Linked DNA regions of Xenopus laevis: region 1 is linked to region 2. A link is a contact called in public Hi-C data. All regions are on one chromosome and are shown on one strand. The core of a region is the stretch at or near the end of the contact, and the rest is flanking DNA. Distances in the headings are between cores, read along the strand shown.

Region 1 (4,820 bases), core at 1,262-3,761, 45 kb after region 2:
ATTTACTAGATCTTGTTCAGGGGTGGCCAAAAGGTAGATCGGGATCTACCAGTAGACCTTTAGCTGGTGATCAGTAGCTTCTCTAAATCACTCTCCTATTTTATGCTTTTCATTCAAATATTTATTATGTTAAGGTTACATAAGAAATAGTTTGTTAAAATATAGCAATATATATTCTCTCATAAATCATTATAATATTTAAGTAATATTTTCCATGGAACAGAATGCCAACAATGCTTTTATGGATGTAGATCATAATGGGACAATATCACTAATGATAGACCTTGCATTAGTAAAGTATGGGCATACAATTAGTTGATACATTTCTAAGAGGTATCTGTGGAATATTTGCAACTATTGTATTAATTCTAAAATCCCTAATGTTACTCAGGGATTCTGCTCAACAGGGCTAAAGATAACAAATGTATCAACAAAATGTAGCAATTTAAAACAACTAAAGAGTTTGTGACCCCCCCCCAGAGCTGCTTCAGAAGGTGTAAAATTAAACTTTAAAGGGGTGGTTCACCTTTAAGTTAACTTTTAAAATGTTATAGAAAGGCCAATTACAAGCAACTTTTCAATTGGTTTTCATTATTTATTTTTTATAATTTTTAAATGATTTGCCTTTTTTTCCTGATGCTTTCCAGCTTTCAAATGGTGGTCACTGACCTCATCTAGAAAACAAATGCTCTGTAAGGCTACAAATGTATAGTTATTGCTACTTTTTATGGCTCCTATTTCTACGTAGGCCCTCTCCTATTCATATTTCAGTCTCTTATTCAAATCAGTGCCTGTTTGTCATGGTAATTTGCACCCTGCTGTAATTGCAAACTGGAGAGCTGCTGAATAAAAAGGTAAATAACTCAAAAACCACCAACAAGAAAAAATTAAAAGCAATTGCATATTGTCTCAGAATATTTTTCTTTCCATCATACTAAAAGTTAATTTAAAGGTGAACAACCCCTTTAAGCTTAAATATAATAACAAATAGAAAATAGAAATTAATTGGAAAAAGTCCATTTCTGCTGAACAATCTGAAACCAACTAAACTGAAACAAGTGTTTGAAGGTAAACAACCCCTTTAATAGTAAGGTTACTAAATCCCATGATTACTTTTTATAAATGCAAATTGCTGAGCTGCGCTGATTGGAAAGTGTCTTTTGTATGAAATGCAATCCATGCAGTCCTTCTCTCTGGATGTTTCTTACGTTGTAGTTGTTGCATACATGAATGTCTGCCTCTCAATGTTTTGTATTGCATATGTTCCCCATTTCATAAAAATTGGGAATTGGTATCATTATTGTGGTATAAACCACCTCGTTGTTCTTTTGGCCTTTACATGTGCAATATTTTGCTTTATAAATTCCAGTCTTTTGTTGTTCTCCAGTACTATCCATTCCAGGGGATGAGGTTTGGCGCATCGTTAGTTCTAATTAAGCATGCATATTGGAGGGGGGGTTGGAAATGTCATATCTACTTTTTAATTTGTTTGTAAATGTGCATTACATCAGCACCGTGGCAGCTGAACACAAACAATGAGCGTTCATGAAATAATCATCTAGTTACATTGTGTTTGGTAGTCTGACATCAGCGAAGTATAACTGAAAGTATGTGAGAATGGGAACAACTTGGCTCGGCTTTAACAGCAGATAGCTCTGTGTACTGCATGCTCTGGGCCCTTAAACTAAAGGGACCACTAACATTCACCTTGGATGATGAAGGTATACACTATCTCTAGTAAATAAGGCAGGGTTGTATGGTGAAGTTGCAGTTAAAGGAGAAGGAAAGGCTAAAATTAAGTAAGCTTTATCAGAAAGGTCTATATAAATACATAAGTAAACCCTCAAAGTAATGCTGCTCTGAGTCCTCTATCAAAAGAAACATAGCATTTCTTTCCTTCTGTTGTGTACACATGGGCTTCTATATCAGACTTCCTGTTTTCAGCATAAACCTCCAGGGCAGGGCTCAGTTTACACCTCTCCCCCTCCCTCCTCCCATCCCTGCTGTAATCTGAGCTCAGAGCTGTAAGTGAGCTGGTAGAGACTCAGGCAGGAAGTGATGTCACACCAATCTTATATGGCAGCTTCTATCCTAAACAAACAGAGACAGTGTCTAGAGCTGTTTACTCAGGTATGGTAAAGCATTCTGCAGAATAAATATAGCATTCTAGCTCGCACTATTGTGGCTAATCTGTTGGCATTAAACTGTCTTTGAGCTTTCCTTCTCCTTTAAGGGACCAGACAAGGGTTAAAAACAGGGAGAGATTTTGTATTGAATCTCATGTGACAATATAAGGCGATCTGTGAATACACAGAGCCACACACACTCAAATTATGCAGTTGGGGAGCTTACCCCATTTATTGCTTTACCAATGATACAAAAATAAGTATTATTGGTGAAGCAATAAATGGGATGAGCTCCCCAACTGCTATAATATGAGTGTGTACGTCTCCATGTATTCACAGATGCTCAGGGACCAAGCCAGGTCAGTGGACAGCCAGCACCACCAGTGCAGTGTTTGAAACAACAGGTGTGCGTAGGACCTTCTACATATTCGACTGCAATTTAAAGGGAGACCATTCTGTTTCTATGCCTTTATAATTAAACAAACCTTTAAATTTAAATTAAATTAAATGACATATCCTAATTAGGCATAATATATTTAGTAGGATACATCATCATTTTTACACAACACACTCCTTTTTAAAATAATTTGAGTAGTTCTTTACAGTCATACTGATAGACTAGAGTGTCATGTTTCCATGCATAAGTAGTAGAAAGTGAAGAGCAATCATAATTATGCAGAATGCCATGGAGCTCAACCCTCCAGTGGTTTGGCTGAGGATACTGAGGGTAGTAAATTATTTCAGCTGGAGTTGCCTGAATTTAGTATTTCTTTTTCAGATCATCTAATTCAACAACATTCTAGGTGGTCAGGAATTTTAGCTGTATACCAAGTTAGCTTTTAGTAAACGGATGTATTCACTGTTTGTGATGTCTACATTATCCTTGTTTAATTGGCCCCTGGCAAAAAGTTGTTTTCTAGAGTGAAAATCCACCCAGTGAGTCTTTAGTGCCATTCATTGACAGGCCCCCTGTTGACTTTTCATTAAAGGATAAAACTTCCCATTAACTCATTCCTTGGCCGTCTTGATTAGCAAAATAAAGTGGGTACGTTAATATGTTTAGATGTCTTAGCATCCCTTCCAGTAGCATGTAATAGGATTCATGATACCCATTGCTTCAGTGTCTTTATTAATGTATTGTTTTTTTTTATTGTAGTTGTGACTCAAGGACAAACTGGGCATGTGTTCTGCCTAATTAAAGGGAGTTTTCACCTTTAAATAAACTCTTGGAATGAGATGTATGAGACTCATAGACAGTGATATTCTGAGACAATTTAGAATTGGTCCTATTTTTTAATTCGTGTTTCTTCATTTATTTAACATTTTGTCTTCAGTTTAGTATTTCAGCAGCTATCTGGTTACTATACTCTTATTTTACCCTAGCAACCAAGAAGTGGCTTGAATAAGAGACTGGAAGATGCATAGGTAAGGGACTGTATAGAAAGTTATGTAAGAAACATAAAAATAACAATAACATTGTCGGGTGATCTTTTTTGTTTTTGGGAGGGAGTTGGAGTCGGTGACCTTCATTTGAAAGCTGGAAAGAAGAAGAAAACAAATAATTAAAAAAACTATAAATTATGAATACCCATTGCAAAGTTCTTAGGAAGAGGACATTCTAAAACATACTAAAAGTTAACTTTAATGTTAAACCGGTTTTATAAATGTTTATTTGAGATCATATCAATGTTTCGGTGTGTTTCCAAAGACTAATATTTATCATTTTTCAAATCATGTAGACTTACTTTGTTTTGTTTGCTTGAGGTAAGCCTAGGTAAACCTGTATCTAATTGTACACAACCTTGTTCACATTTACAGTAAAAGTGAAAAACAAGAATGTACCAGTGCATTATACTCTTTTTTTAAATCACAAATAATTATGCTTAAAGTAGGGTTTTTAACATTATTGGCTACAAAATTTCATATACACTGTCTGTCTCCTTTAATTCAAGTTGACATTAAGTACCAGTTACGTTTAAGTATGTCTCATTGTAAGGTCTATGGCACATTGATTTTATGATAACCAATACTAAGTATTGGACTTAAACACATTTTCGAGGAGCAGCCCCATACAAGTTCGACTTTGAAACTTTTATCTGTCTGTTTATGGCCACCTGTAGCTGATACTTCCTAAACTGGTGGTAGTTGGCACGTGATTTTCTGGGAGTGATAGGTATATATCTGCAGACTGAGAATAAACTGTGTGGCATTATCCTAAAACATCCAGTGGAATCCTGACTTATGTGCATTTTCAATAAAATTTGGGCAAAATCTTGGATTTTAGGTTGCAATAGAAATATTTGGTGCGGGTCCCAGAAATGTTTTGTTATGCCGCTGGTCATAAACAATATGCTGATATGAATACTCCTTTACTTTAGGTCACAATAGTTGGTTGGTTGTCTGCAAGTTAATATTGTCAGGTAGGTAACTATCGCCACTGTAATGGATTTGTTTCTTCACTGTAATGGCACAAAATCCTTTGAATATATATTTTCCCATTCCACTCATCGGTATTCTCCTCATAGGTATGCAATGTTTCATGTGCAGTATGAGTGGAACCTGAGTCACATTCAATAAGCAGATTGAACTCTGAATTTTTAAGGAATGTCCTACTTCATAAACATTATCCACAAAGCTGTTGAAATTCACATGAATGTACTACTGAGTGTGAAAATAATAAAAGTATTTGCCTTC
Region 2 (5,114 bases), core at 2,220-4,719:
TTACAAAATTTGTCAGGTTATGAAAGTTTGAACATATTTCTGTGGTTTTTTTTCCTGTTATTACAGTTATGCTAATGAAGGTGAATTGCCCTTTAAGCTGTAAGTCTAACTTCTCCCAAGGGACCTGTTATCTTATATTGTTACAATTACTTATTTGCTTATCTCAAAATTGTTACAAAAGTATTGTATCTGCAGCTGTGACTGTTCTGGGCTCTCTGCCAAAAGCCAATTAAGTTAGAAACTTTCTTTCTTTTTCTGGCTGTTCAGTGCAGAGAAAATCGGGACTTTCCAGTACAAACGAGGGACTGCGGGTTGAGCTGGGGACAGTTGGGAGGTATGACTAAGCTAGACTATGGAATAATTATGGAGGTTATATATTAAAGTCCTATTTTTTCTGGTTGGAGAAGAAGGGGAAAACACTATTGTTTCAGAGAAAAAAAACTAAATTTTTTTGTGATTTATTAAATCCTGATGCTGCTAAAAGTATGAATAAAAAAATATTTAATCTTAAACCTGCCGAGGTCATGTAGCATTCAATTTCAGATGTCCCATTTACAATTGGACGATATCCTGATCTGATAATTTGTGGTTTTCAGGCAATAATCCGAAAAAAAACTAGTTTTAGGGAGTCATATCATATAATTCTGATTTTTTCTTTTTCAAGTCTTTTCTCACACCAGATTTTTTCAAGTAAATTTATTAATAAATACGGTAAAAATGTGTATGACATTTTTGGTATTAGTAAATATCTCCATAAGTGTTATTGTTTTACTCTAAAATTAGTTGTGTCTTACAAAATAACAAGTGTGTGGTAAAAAATAAAAATCATGCCACAAATGAGACAATTCATACACCATATACTGTATGGTTGGGATGCCATTTACTAATATGACTTTTTATCAAAATGTGCGGTTTAAGCTCATCACCAAAAACTCACCCTTTTCTGTTCATTCCTATGGGGTTTTTATAAGTGTATTTATCAGTGGGTGAAAGTTAGAATTCACCATTTAATAAATACACTTTTATTTTGTGGTGAGCTTTAATCTCAGATTTTGATAAATCTGTCCCTTTCATTATGGATAATACTGAATAAATCTTGCATCTATTACAGTTGTTTATAAATATAACATATTAGAATATGAGTTTGCATTTCTACAGAAACATACACAACATTTGCTTCTGGATTTAACCTAGCCATTGAACTGCTCGTTAGCTTCTCTGATTTCTTAGCAAAATACAATATTTAACTCATTTTAGTATTCTGCATATAAGCATTTACTTGTTACTTTTTTGCATTTCACCATTACAGATGATGGTTTAAAGAAGAACTAAACTCTAACATTTAGGGGCACATTTACTTATGGTTGAATATCGAGGGTTAATTAACCCTCGATATTCGATTGCCGAATTCGAATATCGAAGTCGAAGGATTTACCGCAATTCATTAGATCGTTCGATTCGAAGGATTTTAATCCATCGATCGAACGATTTTTCTTAGGTAGGTTTAAATTTGGCGAAGTTTTTTTTAAAGAGACAGTTCTTCGACTATCGAATGGTCGAATAGTCGGAACGCTTCTTAGTTCGAATCGTTCGATTCAAAGTTGTAGTCGAAGGTCGAAGTAGCCAATTCGATGGTCAAAGTAGCCAAAAAAATCATTCGAAATTTGAAGTATTTTTTATTCTATTCCTTCACTCGAACTAAGTAAATGGGCCCCTTAATATGGTTATAAATGCCATATTTTATGTATATTTTGTATAGCAGTAATGATTCAGGTCTGCAAAACTGCAAGTTTGACATCTTGGATTTTGTTCGGGATGTCTGCGACACGCACATGATCAGCGTGCTTTGAGCACCAAATGAGAAGCTATGCTTAGAGGTTGTTGCAAATTAACAAGCAGAAAATGAGTGTAATAATAATCTGAATTATTTACTAATCAGCCTTATTCTGTGGCATATATATTATACAGTATATAGAGTCAGATATATTGTGTGTCAGTCTCTAAGCTCAGTAAGTGACAGCAGCACAGAGCATGTGCAGTGAATCAGCAGAAAAGAAGATGGGGAGCTACTGGGGCATCTTTGGAAACACAGATCTTTACTGCTAAAGGGCTGTGGTTGCCTTGGGCTGGTACAGAAGCCAAAACATAATGTATAGCATTTCTACCCTACTTCTTCTATAAGCTTCTCCTTTAAGGACAACTTGTCATGGGATAATCACTTATAATAATTTACCTTTCAGCAAAAAATGTTAACGCAAGCGAAATAGTCAACCTAAGGGTGCCCATAGTTATTGCTATTAAAAAGAATACTCTGTACAGCACACTAAATTGAAGGGCTGGTTGAAAAATGCTGACATTCAGATTAATAGGGATGTCCACCATTTTATGCATAAGTGGTTACAGCCTGCAAAGAAACCAATAAAACACAATGTACGATTAGAGATGTCTGTCTTTAATTCTGCAATTCTTGGGTATTTGATGCATTTAAGTGATGTAAGGAAAATATCTTCCCAACAACAACCATTTGTATCAAAGCAGAGGTTTTGGTGTTTTCCTGAACATTGCACTGAGCTTTCCCAGACATAATCAGTGAAGTCACAGGTAGTCATCCAAATGCCTGCGCTCTGTCTCATAAGGCATACTGTATAAGAAAGATACATTTGTACCAGAAGTTTCTTACCTGTGTGGATTGGCATTATATGAACATCTGATATTGATTAGGTTATTAATCCAAATGCATGTTGACCAATTTGGTTTCATAAGTATGCACCTCAAGTATCAGGCAGTTGCATGGAGGTGCTCTATTACCTTCTGCATTAACATAATGAAAATACACATAACTGATCTGTGTTATATCCCCTGACATCACTCCTACAACTGCAAATTACATTTTAATTTGTATACATATATAATAGAGACCAATACTATACATAGTATGGAAATGGAAAATATGCCAACATGATGATCCTGTAGGTCTTCTAGCCCATATCTGTAGAAAAGCCACAGACCTCAAATCAAACCGTTTTATATTTCTGCCATTAGGTCAGCAAATCACCCCCTTAACCCCTGTGCCCACAGTCTCAGAGAATGGATTTTACCCAGCTGCACTGAATTATCAGTATTCAGATGAAATACTTCTTTCCAAAATCCATCAACATGCTGACAATGCTTGGCAACCACACATACAATGAGCTTTTCTCTTTTCTTTTTTTTTTATTAAACATTTAAATCATGTTCATGACAGACTGTTCTACACAAGTAATCTAATATTCAGCTTTTTTTTTCATGTACCTTTGAAATATAGTAACTGTCAGCCAGATCTGAATCATCTCTGCAAGCTGTCCCAAAACCACCTGCACACTCTCACAGACACAAAACTGCTTCTGCCATTGTACAGCAATCCTACTTTTGTACTTCCATATTCAGCAGTCAAGCAGAACCTTTAGCCCTTGTACTGTATTATGCCATATACCGATAAAAATCCCCATGAAATGCCTTTATTTATCAGGGAATGCTGCGAGTTGTAGTTACATCAGGAGCTAGAGGTTCATAGATTCTGTCTGGCAAATGCAAAGAGGTTAATCTTAGATAAAATATTTGCTTCAAGAAATTTTCTACTGTTTCTCTATAAGGAATTAAAGCAATTTAGGCACAAAAAAAAGGTAAAATTGTGAGCAATGGATAAATGTTGCAGACAACTTGCTTACTGTGTTTATAATTATTGAACTAAATACAATGGACACCATAGAGGTCATTCTTGACCCTAGAGCAGGGATCCCCAACCTTATGAACCCGTGAGCAACATTCAGAAGTAAAAGGAGTTGGGGAGCATCACTAGTATGGAAAATGTTTTTGGGGTGCCAAATAAGTGCTGTCATTGGCAATTTGGTAGCCCCTATGTGGATTGTCAACCTACATTAAGGTTCTGTTTAGCAGTGTACCTGGTTTTTATGAAACCAAAACTTGCCTCCAAGCCTGAAATTCCAAAATAATCACCTGCTTTGAGGCCAGTGGGAGCAACATCCAAGGGGTTGGAGAGCAACATGTTGCTCATGAGCTACTGGCTGGGGATCACTGCCCTAGGGAATGAAAGTACAAAAGCATACCACTTAGTGCTTGTTTTTGTAGCAATTGTGCCCCCCTGTGCCCTGCACTGAGGATCAAATGTAAAATCCAGCTCAGTATAGAACAAAGAATCTCAATTTCCATCACAGTCTTGAAATTCCTGGGGTGAAATGCACTTCCTGCCACTCCCTGCCACATCCGAATTGCGCAAATAGGGACAGGTACAGTGGCGGAACTACTGGGGTAGCAGGGGGGTGCGAGCGGGCCAGGGCCCGCACCCTCTCAGGGCCTCCCGGCAGCCCGTGTGCCACTGAAAATGCGGCCGTACGGAGGGGGGCGGGGCCCGGCTGCGCGTCACGCACCAGGGCCCGCCCCCCTCTAGTTACGCTACTGGACAGGTAGGGTGCAGGTGAGGATGGCCTACATGCCACCCTCCACCTGTATAACATATAGGAATAGTGAAATATAATAAGCCCTATTCTGAATCCAAATATATATATATATATATAAAGGACCCGCACTCCTTTAATAGTGAATCAAACGTGTTTAATTTCAATGCATATCCAACATTTCAGCCCACAGTATGGCTGAAAAGTTCTTGAAAAAGGCCCTAATGTGCGCCAAAACGTTGGATATGCATTGAAAATAAACACATTTGATTCACTATTAAAGGAGTGCGGGTCCACCTTCTATAACTGCTCATGTCTCTCCCACTTTGGGAAAGCAATATTTCTTGTGTGACATTTTACAGCCGTTATCTGTTTAGGATCCACGTGTGTGGTGAAGCCTGGCTAGACAAGGAGCATTATGCTGCAACTCCTGGGTACAGTATAATTGCTGCACATACTGTAGGTAATTCAATAAAAGGTGGAATTATTAAGCTCTTATTTAAGAACATATTCAAACAGACATAGTAGGAGGTTTTCTATTTTATGTAATTCATTTGAAACATATAATTCCCTTTGTCTATAGTTGCTAAAATCTTAGCACAACTCTCCAAATCATGGTGTTGTTTGCCATATCATTTCCATAAACACTAGATTTTTAAG

The links. Hi-C and Micro-C count contacts between places; a contact is called where the count stands out from the background.
Region 1: a contact with region 2 is called in a Hi-C map of the XTC cell line, with 3 times the contacts expected there. The contact joins two enhancer-like sites. A contact is called at or near these places in 3 of 4 Hi-C or Micro-C datasets (the XL177 cell line, the XTC cell line and animal cap).

The regions. Positions count from the first base shown.
Region 1 is chr4S:83,580,095-83,584,914 of Xenopus_laevis_v10.1, forward strand. All of the region lies in intron 2 of bcar3.S (breast cancer anti-estrogen resistance protein 3 homolog), which reads left to right. Among protein-coding and RNA genes, the nearest start is that of bcar3.S, 22 kb to the left of the region's middle. Within about 2 kb of position 2,512, at least 2 of the 7 cell types and tissues checked have an H3K27ac peak or open chromatin away from gene starts, as enhancers often do.
Region 2 is chr4S:83,533,907-83,539,020 of Xenopus_laevis_v10.1, forward strand. No RefSeq gene overlaps it. Among protein-coding and RNA genes, the nearest start is that of trnar-ucu, 13 kb to the left of the region's middle. Within about 2 kb of position 3,470, at least 1 of the 7 cell types and tissues checked has an H3K27ac peak or open chromatin away from gene starts, as enhancers often do.